2 separate regions of the Mus musculus genome follow, and region 2 is linked to region 1. A link is a contact called in public HiChIP or PLAC-seq data. All regions are on one chromosome and are shown on one strand. Each heading gives the region's core, a stretch centred on a gene start, on an enhancer-like site or on the middle of the called end of the contact. The rest is flanking DNA. Distances are from core to core; before and after follow the strand shown.

The links. HiChIP or PLAC-seq counts read pairs in DNA pulled down with a chosen protein or histone mark.
Region 2: a contact with region 1 is called in an H3K4me3 HiChIP or PLAC-seq map of pro-B cells, with 7 times the contacts expected there. The contact joins the promoter of Ift57 here to the promoter of Cblb in region 1. A contact is called at or near these places in 1 of 39 promoter capture datasets (pre-B cells) and 2 of 115 datasets of contacts at active chromatin or transcription factors (astrocytes and pro-B cells).

The regions. Positions count from the first base shown.
Region 1 is chr16:52,029,550-52,035,392 of GRCm38.p6, forward strand. It overlaps Cblb (Casitas B-lineage lymphoma b), which reads left to right and starts at 2,000. Exons shown (of 18, transcript NM_001033238.1): 1 at 2,000-2,136; 2 at 3,460-3,641. The coding sequence starts at 3,474.
Region 2 is chr16:49,697,472-49,703,490 of GRCm38.p6, forward strand. It overlaps Ift57 (intraflagellar transport 57), which reads left to right and starts at 1,823. Exons shown (of 11, transcript NM_028680.3): 1 at 1,823-2,078; 2 at 4,383-4,545; 3 at 5,679-5,797. The coding sequence starts at 1,867.

The sequences.
Region 1 (5,843 bases), core at 750-3,249:
CATAAACACTATCTTAGACCAGTTTTTAGTTGCTTTGGTTAGAAAAGTTTGGCAGCCCCAGAGATATTTGTTATACCTGTGTCCCAGCCAGAGCAGAGGAGCAGAACATAATGAGGCTTGTCACTGTATCTCCATGATGCACTTTGCTCCGCAGGCCATTCTATTTTTTTAGTGTCATTGCCTTCAGCAAACTGCAGTTCAAAAGGAACTGTATTGTATATGTATTTTGTTCCATTTTACATTTATTCAAATATGAAGATAAGCAACACATTTAATTATACAGTATAAGGTTGGGCATAGCAAAATCTTCTACACATAGTGCCAGTTTCTTTTGGAATTGACTTTAAAGGTGCATTTTATACACATAGAGGATGTAACCACAGAGTTCTTTTTAAATACTGTCTCCACTTAGCAACCATAGCTACTGTTACAAGCAATAAGGGAGATATGGAGGGGCTATGGAGAAGCCTGCACCATCTACATATATAAAACAAGAAACTACTTTTTAATTATTAGTACAGAAATAATGAAAGAAAATATTACTTCCAGACTTGTACTTTACTGCCTGATTGCCTAAAGGGTCACATTTTGGTTGTTTCCATTACATGAAAATCATAACAATCTGAATTTAGGATTGCAGGACATTCTATGACCACTCAGGAGCCTTCACAGTAATAATTGTAGCACTAAAATACTTATTAGGGATTGGCAGAACCACTGAGACACATTTATCAGGATAGTTGGTTAGAAAATGCTTATATGTATGTATGTATGTATGTACATATGTATGCTTATGCATGTATGCACGTATGACATTTTTAAAAAGTGCAAAGTATTACACCCAGGAGCTCAAGGTGTGAGGTGTATCCATACTACCAATGACAGAGGAAATCACTCCCAGGTATGTAAACCTGGGGCAAATGGTACGAGCATGGTGAACCAAATAGAGAGAATCATGGAACTTGTCTAATGTGTGATTCTGATGACAGAAGGGCCCTGGCATTTCACTGTAAGCGTTACCAGACTGTTTTCTTTTACACGGCTATCAAGGACGGAGCCCAGAAAGAGACGAACACTGGAAGAGGATGGCAGAAACAGGGTTGTCATTAAAATGAAGATTCATCTACATAGAAGAAAAGTGACTCTGGCAAAAATCCAACAGCAGAGTTCTTTACTGGAATCCAGGGGAAAACTTGTTTGGAATATAAAGGTGTCAAACAGATTAGTAATCCCCATTGTGTGGAGTTTTTACTGTCCTGGGACGATTTACAGAGACTATTTAGCTGAGAGTTGTCAAGTATTTGCTTTCTCATCAGCCTGATGTTTGATCTGGAATCCTTCTAGAACTAATAGTAAAAGGGAAACATTTCAGAAATTTAGGAAGTTTTAGTTGGCACTCGGGTTTTACTCCTAGCCTACTCTATGTGAGGGTAACCTTCATCTTAGGAGCTATGGGACTGCTGCTCTTTATTTGACAGTCAACAAGAAACATGGTCTTGGACCTATTTGGCTGCTCTCCTGGGTAGCAGTTTGGCAGCCCTAGGGAGATGAATTTCTTAAGCCTGGGACCCGCCCAGAGCTGAAAAGCAGCACCACCCTGGCAGCCTCTACTCTGTTGCTATGAAACAAAGACTAGGAAGGTGAGTGAGGCAGGAAGTCCCGCCTTTTAGCCCCAGTTGGCTTAGACTCCCGCTCGGGGCGCTCACGCCCACCTGCGCACCCCTCATTGGTTAGCTCCCCGGCGCCTTGCTGCTACTTTTTCAGTTCCTTTCCTCGTTCCACTTTTGTTCCAGGCTAGCCTAGGTCCATTTCCCAACGAGTTCTTCTCCAAGTGGGACGCAGTGGAGTGGGCCTTCCTCTGGGGCCATTGTGTACCGTGGAGGACGTGGACTGGGGGGTAGCGCGGGAGGAGCGTCTCGTCCCGCCCATTGGCTCCGCCCGCTGTCTGGCAGAAAGCAGCCTCTCAGGATTGGTTCGAAGACTCAAGGCTCCGCCTTAGCTCCGCCCCACGCCTTGGTCTCCGGGGATGGCTCAGGGGTGGGGTGGCCAGTGAGTGGTCTCCTCCTCCGGCGGGCGCTGCGGCGGCCTCCCGAGTGTGGCGCGGGACTGCCGGGCGGGCGTGGAGCTTTTTGCACGGTAATTGCCGCGTCCCCGCGTCTCGGTGTTCCTAGATCTCGGTGGCTCCTTCCCCGGAGCGCTCTCCTAGGGCGATTCCACAGAGTCCCCACCCGAGCCACCCCAGCCAGGGCAGCGTGTGTGTGTGGAGTGGGACCCGCGATCACGCGTGGCTCGGGACGGCCGCGGTGACCCGAGTAGAGGAAGGAATGGGTCATCCCGGGGTTGGACGTCTCTTGCTGGCTCGGGGGCCCTGCAGCTGGGCGCGGGCCATCAGGGAGAGGGGACAGCCCTAGCTTCCAGCTGCTGTCGCCGCTGCGGGCCTGAGCCAAGTGGGGATTTAAACAGCAGTCCCTGGCTGGCCCGGGGCCCGGGAGGGAGCGGACTCTGGCTGATCGCCGCCGGTGGGAGGTGCGTGCTACTGGCGCTAGATCGGGCAGGCTGTGGGATTGGGAAGCCAGGACGGGGTCTAGGGCTACTTTATCTTTGCTGAGTTCCTCGTCTCTTTCCCAGACCCCTGAGTGGCGGGCTAGAGGCCCGAGCCTGGAAAGGGTACAGACGTTCTGAAACAAAGCTTTGGACCACTTGATACCGGGTAGGCAGAAGAGGGACCACCGGAGAAGTGAACTCCGCGGTGCGTGCCCGCCCTTGCCGGGTTCTCACCGCTTTTTAAGAAGGGGTTGCTTGTTGGTTTGTTTATTTGGCTCTAGGGAAAAACTACTCACCTCACTGCTTTAAAGAACTATTTGTGTGTCCGCAGCTGCTGGCTTTTGCGGGGGGGGGGGGTGTTGGGGGAATGGAGAGGGGACGCGCGCGCGCGGGGCGCGCGGGGGGGGTATCCAAGTCCTCCGCCTTTGTTGACAAGAGACGTGTCCCTTTTGCGTGTGTGGAGTACTTTGCATTTATGTAATAACTTGGCGAAATCAAACAGCGTGAAGGAGGCTACTGAAGTGAGGCTCCCAACGTGAATTTTAGGAGTTGCAGCTCTAGTATTTCGAATCTGGATTACAGCAGAAGGGGGGGGGGGGACGACATTGTGTTCTTACCTGTTAAAAGTTGTTTTGTTGATGATGTTGAGCTGTAGCTTCATAGAACACGGGCAGAGGATGCATCTTTAACTTTTAGTATTGTAAGAGCAAATCTTGTGTCATGGCTCCTAACTTGGAGGATGCCCTTACTCAGGGTTACTAAAAAGTTGAATCTGGGACCCTGGGCTTTGTCACAGAGACAGCGGAGAATATCATTAATGGGTACAAGTGAGCCTGTTCAGTTCAGGTTCCTGTTGGGGAAATACTTTCATATCCAGCTAACTTTTCCTCTCTTGAAATTCTATCTTGCAAAAAGGACTAAGATTCCAGATGGCAAATTCTATGAATGGCAGAAATCCTGGTGGTCGAGGAGGAAACCCCCGCAAAGGTCGCATTTTGGGGATTATTGATGCTATTCAGGATGCAGTCGGACCCCCAAAGCAAGCTGCAGCTGACCGCAGGACTGTGGAGAAGACTTGGAAACTCATGGACAAAGTGGTGAGTTCAGTCAGTGTGTGTACACGGCCCTCAGCACCCTGAATGCGATTTCTTCGGGTTTTATTTATATGTATGGCTAATAATCACTATTATGGTGATGAGCTTTGTATTTAGGTTGGGCCATTTTTCTTCAACTCTGTGTTTGCAAAAGTTGAATTCAGAGGAAAGACTTTTATTTTTTTATTACTCTTTCTAACTTATTATCTTGCTTTTCAAGTTCCAGAGCCCCTGGGTATTACTCCAATATGCAGTTTATACCATTGGCTACTTTTGCTGGGTGTATAGTATGGTTTGGAAGTTTGCTTAGTCTTATGTGGAGTTGCCTTGCTACTAGATAATATAAGGCTAACAAGTGAACAATAGGCTCTGCTGGAGCACACTTAGGACAAGCACATGGGTGATGTTGAAACCTTTACTGGGGAAAGAACCAGAACTCCAGGGAGGATTCAGTATTGAAGAGTTTGATTTTTATCCCTGTAAACTCATCTTTATTAAGAAAATATATACATATATACATATATATGTATACATATATATGTATGTATATATATATATATATATATATATAGTCTTTACTGTTCAGGACATCGGTACAGTTTCTTTCATCTATGATTCCATTTTGAAACAGGGAACCTTTTTGGTTGTGCGTTGTTTATTGTGAAAGGAAAATGTATGCTGGAGGCTGTGTGGGGCTGAGAGTGTCAGAAACTTCTGTGGTTTTTTTTTTTTTTTTTTTTTTTTTGTTGCTTTTAGATGAGCTCTAGTTTCACAGGAAGAAACCAAACTGGATGGCAGTTCTCAGTCCAGTTATAAGGGCAGTGTGCATACCTCCCAGGGCCCTGCTGGAAAAGCTAGCTGTCTGAGGAGGCTTGGGACACAGATGTGTTGGTGTCCTTCTCGGCACACATTCATAACTTTATGATGTTGAGAAGAAGTTGGGCTATGCTTTGCTGAGTTTGAGACATTGACAAAGATGCTCCTTTTGAATGATGAACAAAGGCGTGTTGACATCATTTGGTGTCATTTACCTTGGCTTTGGTTTGCTACCAAAGACAAAATTGGCTACAAAGAAGCCACTGAGAAGAAGTAACAATTCTGGGAGGTGACACTATGGGCTTTATTTTCATGTATTCTTATGGAGATTGTAGGTAAGATAACTAAACCATGGCCCTGCCATTGGATGGCCACTGATATCAAACGCAGCGCCAGAGCATTTTTTTTAACCAGGTAAATAGCCTTAGTATGGGGCTTCAGTGTGACCTATTTAAGCTTCTGCCAATGTTTTCACATTGTTATGTTGAAGTGCTCCAGACGGAATGACGTCATGATGTCAGAACATTGCAACTTGCTGCTTGGGCTCAGGTTTTGGATTTAGCTTTGGACACTTCGGACTGAAGAATTGTGCAGCTGGAAAAACTGCATGCATCTGGCAAGCACATGAGCTGTCTTTTGCTTTTCTACTGAGTCTTCTTCTGAAGGTCACCCTTACTGCCTGAGTCATTAATTGGTGGTAGGAGAAGAAATTCAAGGTTTGTTCCAGTTTATCTGTTGCATAAGTAGGCAACAGATGGGTGCCATTTCAAAAGGGAGTTGGTCCATCAGCATCGTTTCTTGAGATGTTTAGTATTTGTATATTTGCGATTGAGCTCTAGAGCATAAAAAAGATTTATATGGTGGCGTGGTGAGCAACAGTTACTGTCAAGTGGTCAGTGAAATAGTAAAAATGAAGTGGTATGCATAATTTTGCTGCATAACTGGTTGTTAACCAGTACATTAATCGCTTCTAATTATTTCACCATGAATTACAGTAAATGCCTGGTTATTTGACAGTTAAACACCTGGCATTGTCCATTAACCCTTCTGTGGGTTTTAACTTGGCTTCTACAGCTGAGTTTGACCCACAAGGAACTGTTTTACCCCAAGTCTCTACTTAGTGGGATGTGGGTGCCAGTGTTGGCAAAGGGACAACAATATGGCTTTCCCTAGTCATCTTCATTATTTGTCATAGATGACAATGTGCATACCTCTGTGGCTTTGTGGAGGAAACTCCCATCATTTGTCAATAGAGTTTGGTCTACTTATTTCTACTCTTCACACGCACTAAGAGTAAGGCACTGGAAATGACTATTACCAATTGGCAGCATATTATTTGAAGTTGGGATGTAGATGTCTTCCCCAGCATGGGTTCATCTCCTTCTGTTT
Region 2 (6,019 bases), core at 573-3,072, 2.3 Mb before region 1:
CAGCTTCCAAACGCTGACACCATTGCATACACTAGCAAGATTTTGCTGAAAGGACCCAGATATAGCTGTCTCTTGTGAGACTATGCCAGGGCCTAGCAAACACAGAAGTGGATGCTCACAGTCAGATATTGGATGTATCACAGGGCCCCCAATGGAGTAGCTATTGAAAGTACCCAAAGGAGCTAAAGGGATCTACAACCCTGTAGGTGGAACAACAATATGAACTAACCAGTACCCTGGATCTCTTGACTCTAGCTGCATATGTATCAAAAGATGGCCTAGTTGGCCATCAGTGGAAAGAGAGGCCCTTTGGACTTGCAAACTTTATCTGCCTCAGTACAGGGGAATGTCAGGGCCAAAAAGTGGGAATGGGTGGGTGGGGGAGTGGGCGGGGGACTTTTAGGATAGCATTGGAAATGTAAATGAAATAAATACCTAATTAAAACAAAAGAAATTTAAAAAAAGTTTACAGAAAAGCTGTCTGTCTCAAAGTAGTAGTTGAGGACTGATATAGAAGGTTGTCCTCTGACCTCCACCTGTGAGGCGTGCAATTACCCAGTTATCCTTGGATTTCTCATCTCCATTTTATTTTCTACATAAATCAGTAGTTTTATGTGTGTCTTTTATTTGATGAATAGCAATGTTTTTCATTTGGATACCTTTATTAGCATTAGAAACAAGGCTGATTAGAAAGAAAAACTCTTCCTTTTATCACAAGGATTTTTACAAATATGATTCAGATTTTAATTATGTCAAAAATATGATCCTGCTACATTATTTAGGGTGTGATATAAGCTGTTGATGACCCCTTAACAGGCACAGGGTTAATCAGACAAATGTTACACCTCTTGCTTCTGAGTTATCTTAAGAAGTAGCTAGGCAACTTCTCTTCGCTTCACTTCTTATCTTTAACTACAAGAAAGATTGCCTGATGCAGTACTTTATTGTAAGGATAAGTCACATCCCTGGTCAGTTATGTCTCCATGTGTTTTCTAGGTCAATACGTGCTGACATAATAGCAGAAATGTTCTTATCTAAATGTAAGTGCTACAATGCAGCACTTCCTTTCCAGATACTATATTTTGTGGGATTTCATTAGTACTCAAGAATTTAAATCTGCATGGGCTCGGAACAGATTGAGGCCAATGTGTGTGTGGTATAAATCTTTTCCCAAGCTGCCCTCTTCCAAGCAACCGCTTTCCTAATGGAGTGAGATAAGATCATTGTAAGACTTTAAGTCTTATTTAGAATATACTCGTAAGTCTAGCACTATCTAATAAGCAATTAAGTTAAGAAATAGACTAGCAGTCTTGCGGGTGGAATTTCTGAGGTAATGTGAACCTAAGGACAGCGAGTTTCACCACAACTTCCCACTTTGAGAAAATAAAACAAGAATCACTGAGCAAGCATAACCTCCAACACTCTGTTCTGCTTCGTTTCAGTCCTTTGAATTGCTACCTCGATGACCAGATGTCTGTTCATTCAGCAGCCCTGAGCAGAATACCAGATCCTGTGCTCCTCTTGGCTGTACTCAGCATGCAGCGCTAAATAGCTGGGGACCCTACGCCTTTAAGGCGCGCGGGAGAGGCGGAAGAGGTGGGGGACGATGCGCCACGCCCATAGGGCGGAGCTACCCCCTAGGCCAGGGACCAGCATGGCGTGACGTCACGTAAGAATCCAGCTTTGATTGGTGAAAATTTAGAGAGGCCGGCTGGGAGCGAAGGAGGCGGGTCTGGTTGCCGTGGTGACCGGCTGCCCTGCGGTTGCCTGGTAACGGTGGGGACTGTGCGGTCTGTGGGGTGCGGGCGGCGAAGGCTGCAGAGATCCTGGCCGGAGCCCAGCCGGGCGCTGGGGGTCTGAGCAGGGATGGCCGCCGCGGCCGCGGTGATCCCGCCGTCGGGCTTGGACGATGGGGTGTCTCGGGCTCGCGGGGAAGGCGCAGGGGAGGCTGTGGTGGAGCGCGGGCCAGGAGCGGCCTACCACATGTTCGTGGTGATGGAAGACTTAGTGGAGAAGCTGAAGCTGCTCCGCTACGAGGAGGAGCTACTCCGAAAGAGCAATCTGAAGCCCCCGTCCAGGTGCGTGCCTTGCCCCCAGCGCCGGGTGCTGGCTGGACCCCAGGGGGACGCTCCCCCTTAGGTGAGGCGAAGACCCCGCGCGGGGGTCCTTACATCCCTTCCTCTGGCTTCTGTGCTCAGGAAGGAAACTTCCGCACTGTGGAAGGTGTAGTTTTTCAGACTTGATCATTTTGTGGAGAAAGTAAACAAGTTTTGTAATGGCAGGGAGGACTGGGGAAGACAGTCTGCCCATTTTTCAAAACAGTCACGCACCGTCTACCAAACACAAATCTTGTTTTAAATATAATAAAATACCCAAAGTAGAAAGGGTAGAAAAACCTATCTCTAGCGATGAGCGCCCTTATCATTTAGATCTCTTTCTAGTTTATGTTTTCCTTTGCTAGACTTTGTAAACTAACAACTGTGAATACTTAGGACATTTCTGAGCAGCACTTGTTATGTAGTAAGTAAACTTGTGGGCTAATTACTATGGTTCAAACGACTTAGTGCTTTTGCAACAATACTCTTAGAAAATGGGAAGTGGAGAAGGCAAATGAAATAAGTGTTTGGAATGGCCCTCAATATAGGACCTAAAGTTCCCGCTTGCGGTAGTGGGGAAAGTTTGGAATATCCCCAAGGCAGAGCCTATAGTTGTCAAGAGTGATAGACAAAAGTCCCTCCTGTAATCATGGTAGCTTAGTGATAACTGTGTTCTATTGCTTTTTTTTCCCTCTAAATCCCGTGTTTGTTTTATTCTGTAAGAAGAAATTAAAGAGTTATTTATCGTACTTTCTTTTCCATCAATGGGACACATATCATTTCTCTTGGCAGTTTTAAGCTCTTACCCTCTTCCAGACAGGTCTGGAAGAATTCTTGTATAAAATCTGCCCACAATGCCAAGTTAGTCTGTAAAAGGAGAAAAATTAGAGAAGAAAGATCATCTTGATCCTGATCCATAATAGAAGTTTCTAGATTGGGATTATTATTTAAAATAAATTGGTCATAGTAATATAGATGGCCAACATTTTTGGTGGGGATAAAAGTGTTAAGTTTTTCAAATTTATCTGTCAAACAAAGGGAAAGTGGACTTACTATTAATAGTAATATTATTAACGAGCTCTTATTAATGCCTTGCTGTACTGAAACTCAAAGCTTGAGCAAGACACTTTGTACCACGGATTTGTGTGGAGATATTCTAGCCAGTAGGTCAAGGTGTCACCATCAGACTAGCACGTCCACATCACCTGGGGATGTAGGAAGAAGTTGTCAGGCTCTTGTCCAGGTCTGCCTTTTCAGAAGGTCTGGAGATAAAACATCTGTAGGTGATTCTGATATACCTTCATGCTGCCGAATCCCCATCACAGGCCCACAGTATCTGTCAGTGTCCCTTCCTCTGGCCTCAAGGAGTGATAATAAGGAATAAACAGTTATTGGTGGGTAAATTCCTTGTAAACCTGTACCTGAACATTTATACTTTCTGGATGGAAAAAGTTTAGAAAATAGAAGTATAGATCACTGATTCTTATGTAATTGGTTTTATACATACACACACATTTAAAAACATAAGTCATTAGTCTCTTTAAATTCATATTATATATATGTGTATATATATATGTATGTAATAGTGATAGCAACATAGAGAAAACAAAGCAGATCTCTGATTCACCTTTTGGATGATGCTAGTTGTACCTTTTATGTCCTCCTTAGCTCTGTACAAATCTACCCTCATGGGAACATATCTAGTACAGTAATGGAATTAGCAAAGTGCAGCAGTGGTGACGTGTGGGGACCTCATGGAGGTTCTTGTTCCTTTCTGAAACCCTGCACCATCTAAGTTGGGAACCTCTGAAATGTACCTGTGTAGGGTTCCATTCCCATAAGTTATGGTTGTGCAGGACTGAGGGAAGACGCTCCTGGCAGCACTTTAAGGAGTTGATTGGAATATGTAGCTAAGATGTTTGGCATAGCTGGTAGGCTACAACCAGTAAAAACATGCTAAGTTATTAGTCTCTTTAAATCCACAGTTGCCACTTGGGGGGCGGAGGAACTTACTCATGACCAGTTAATTGATTTTGACCAAACCTTCATGCCATTCTCAAAAATTACTACCTTCCATTCCCTGGTTGTAGGGGGTTTTGGTCAAATATTTTGTGTGCTGTAGGGATTGTCCCTTGATACTAGCTCGAAACGTTCTGAGTGCCGTGAATCACTAGATCGTTCAAGAGTATTAATGAAGGATGCTTGAGGGACAATTAGCAACTTTGGACTTACTCACTGTTGACTTGCTTTAGCTTACACATCCAATCCTCCCTTCCTTTGAAACAGACACTACTTTGCTCTGCCTACCAACCCAGGCGAGCAGTTCTACATGTTTTGCACTCTTGCTGCGTGGCTGATCAACAAAACTGGCCGTGCCTTTGAGCAGCCTCAAGAATACGACGATCCCAATGCAACTATATCTAATATACTCTCTGAGCTTCGCTCTTTTGTAAGTGAGATACTCTCTTCTCCGTATTCTCAGACTGTGGATTTCAATAGTAACAGTTCAGTAACAGGTACTAGCCTTTCAGATGACTCTTTTGGAAGAGTAGACAGACAGACTGATAATTGACTGATATGAGTGATTTTTAAATTTATTTTAAAGTAAGACCTTCCCAGAATGGTTGATACTTTATGTAACATGATTTCCACTTCTAAAAATGTTACTATAGACTCTCTTTAGGCCAGATTAATAATATTTTTTTTTTAAGTTTTGTAAGCCTCAAAAGTAAATTCTTAGGTAGCTGCTTAGCTCTTCCCCTCCCGGGATGATGCAGAGTATAAAGCAAACAACATACTTTGAAAGGGTTTTGGATTTGTTAGATTTCTCACTTGTACTTTTGTTTCTGAATGTTCCTGGAGAAAGGCAAGAAGGCATTTTTGACACAGGTTGCTAATTTTAATAAGTTAATCACTGTATCCTTTTTTAAAAATACATTTACCATGGCAGGAGTTTTGCTGATAACTTTTCAGTACTGATTTGTTTCCCTGCCCCTTTATGTACATATATGTATATTTGAAATTACAGAAAGCCAGGTATTTAATCCTGTATGGAGGTTACAGTACATTCTTTGAAGAGACAATAAATTAGGATATTAAGAAAGGACAGAGGAAAGGTTTGCTGGTTTCTAGACGGAACACGGGTACAGACACCACCCCTGCAGTCTGCCTCTGGGTTTTCCTCAGGTGTGCTGGGGAACACAGAGCAGCAGTGTTGAGCTTGCGTGCCCATTCTCCACAGTCAGCAGTCTAACTGCTATGGGAACCCTAGTTCTTGACCAAGCTGGGCCTGAGGCGGTCACAAGGGTGGGCTAAGGGTGTGAGGACCTGAGAGGTCTGGGAAGCATGTGCGATGGGGTGTAAGTGCCTCTTAGTCTGGTACTGTGAACATAAACTATCTGTATTTTCCTTTGTGTAAATGTATCAGTGGACTGAAAAGACTTAAGAAATGAATGCCTAAAGGGATTATCTTTATCTTGTCATTTGAAAAGTGGAAAATTTATACATGTGCTCAGCAGTTCTTTGCTGAAACAATCTTGACCTCTGGAATGTAACTGACAAATAATGTCTGTATCTTTTCAGGGGAGAACTGCAGATTTTCCTCCTTCAAAATTAAAGTCTGGTTACGGAGAACAAGTGTGCTATGTTCTTGATTGCTTAGCTGAAGAAGCTTTAAAATATATTGGTTTCACTTGGAAAAGGTAACGATTACCACACAGACAATATTGATATTACGGACTTAATGGGTTTTGTTGTTGTTGTTTGCTTGTTTGTCTTGTTTGTTTCTGAAGTCTAATCAAACTGACAAGAGCTGACTGATCGAAACTGACAATGGCACTAAAGATTAAGTGTAGACAAAATCAGAAAGCTTTCCAAATCTATTCTGAAATGATGTCATCCATTCCGGTGCCTCTCCTCTTTGT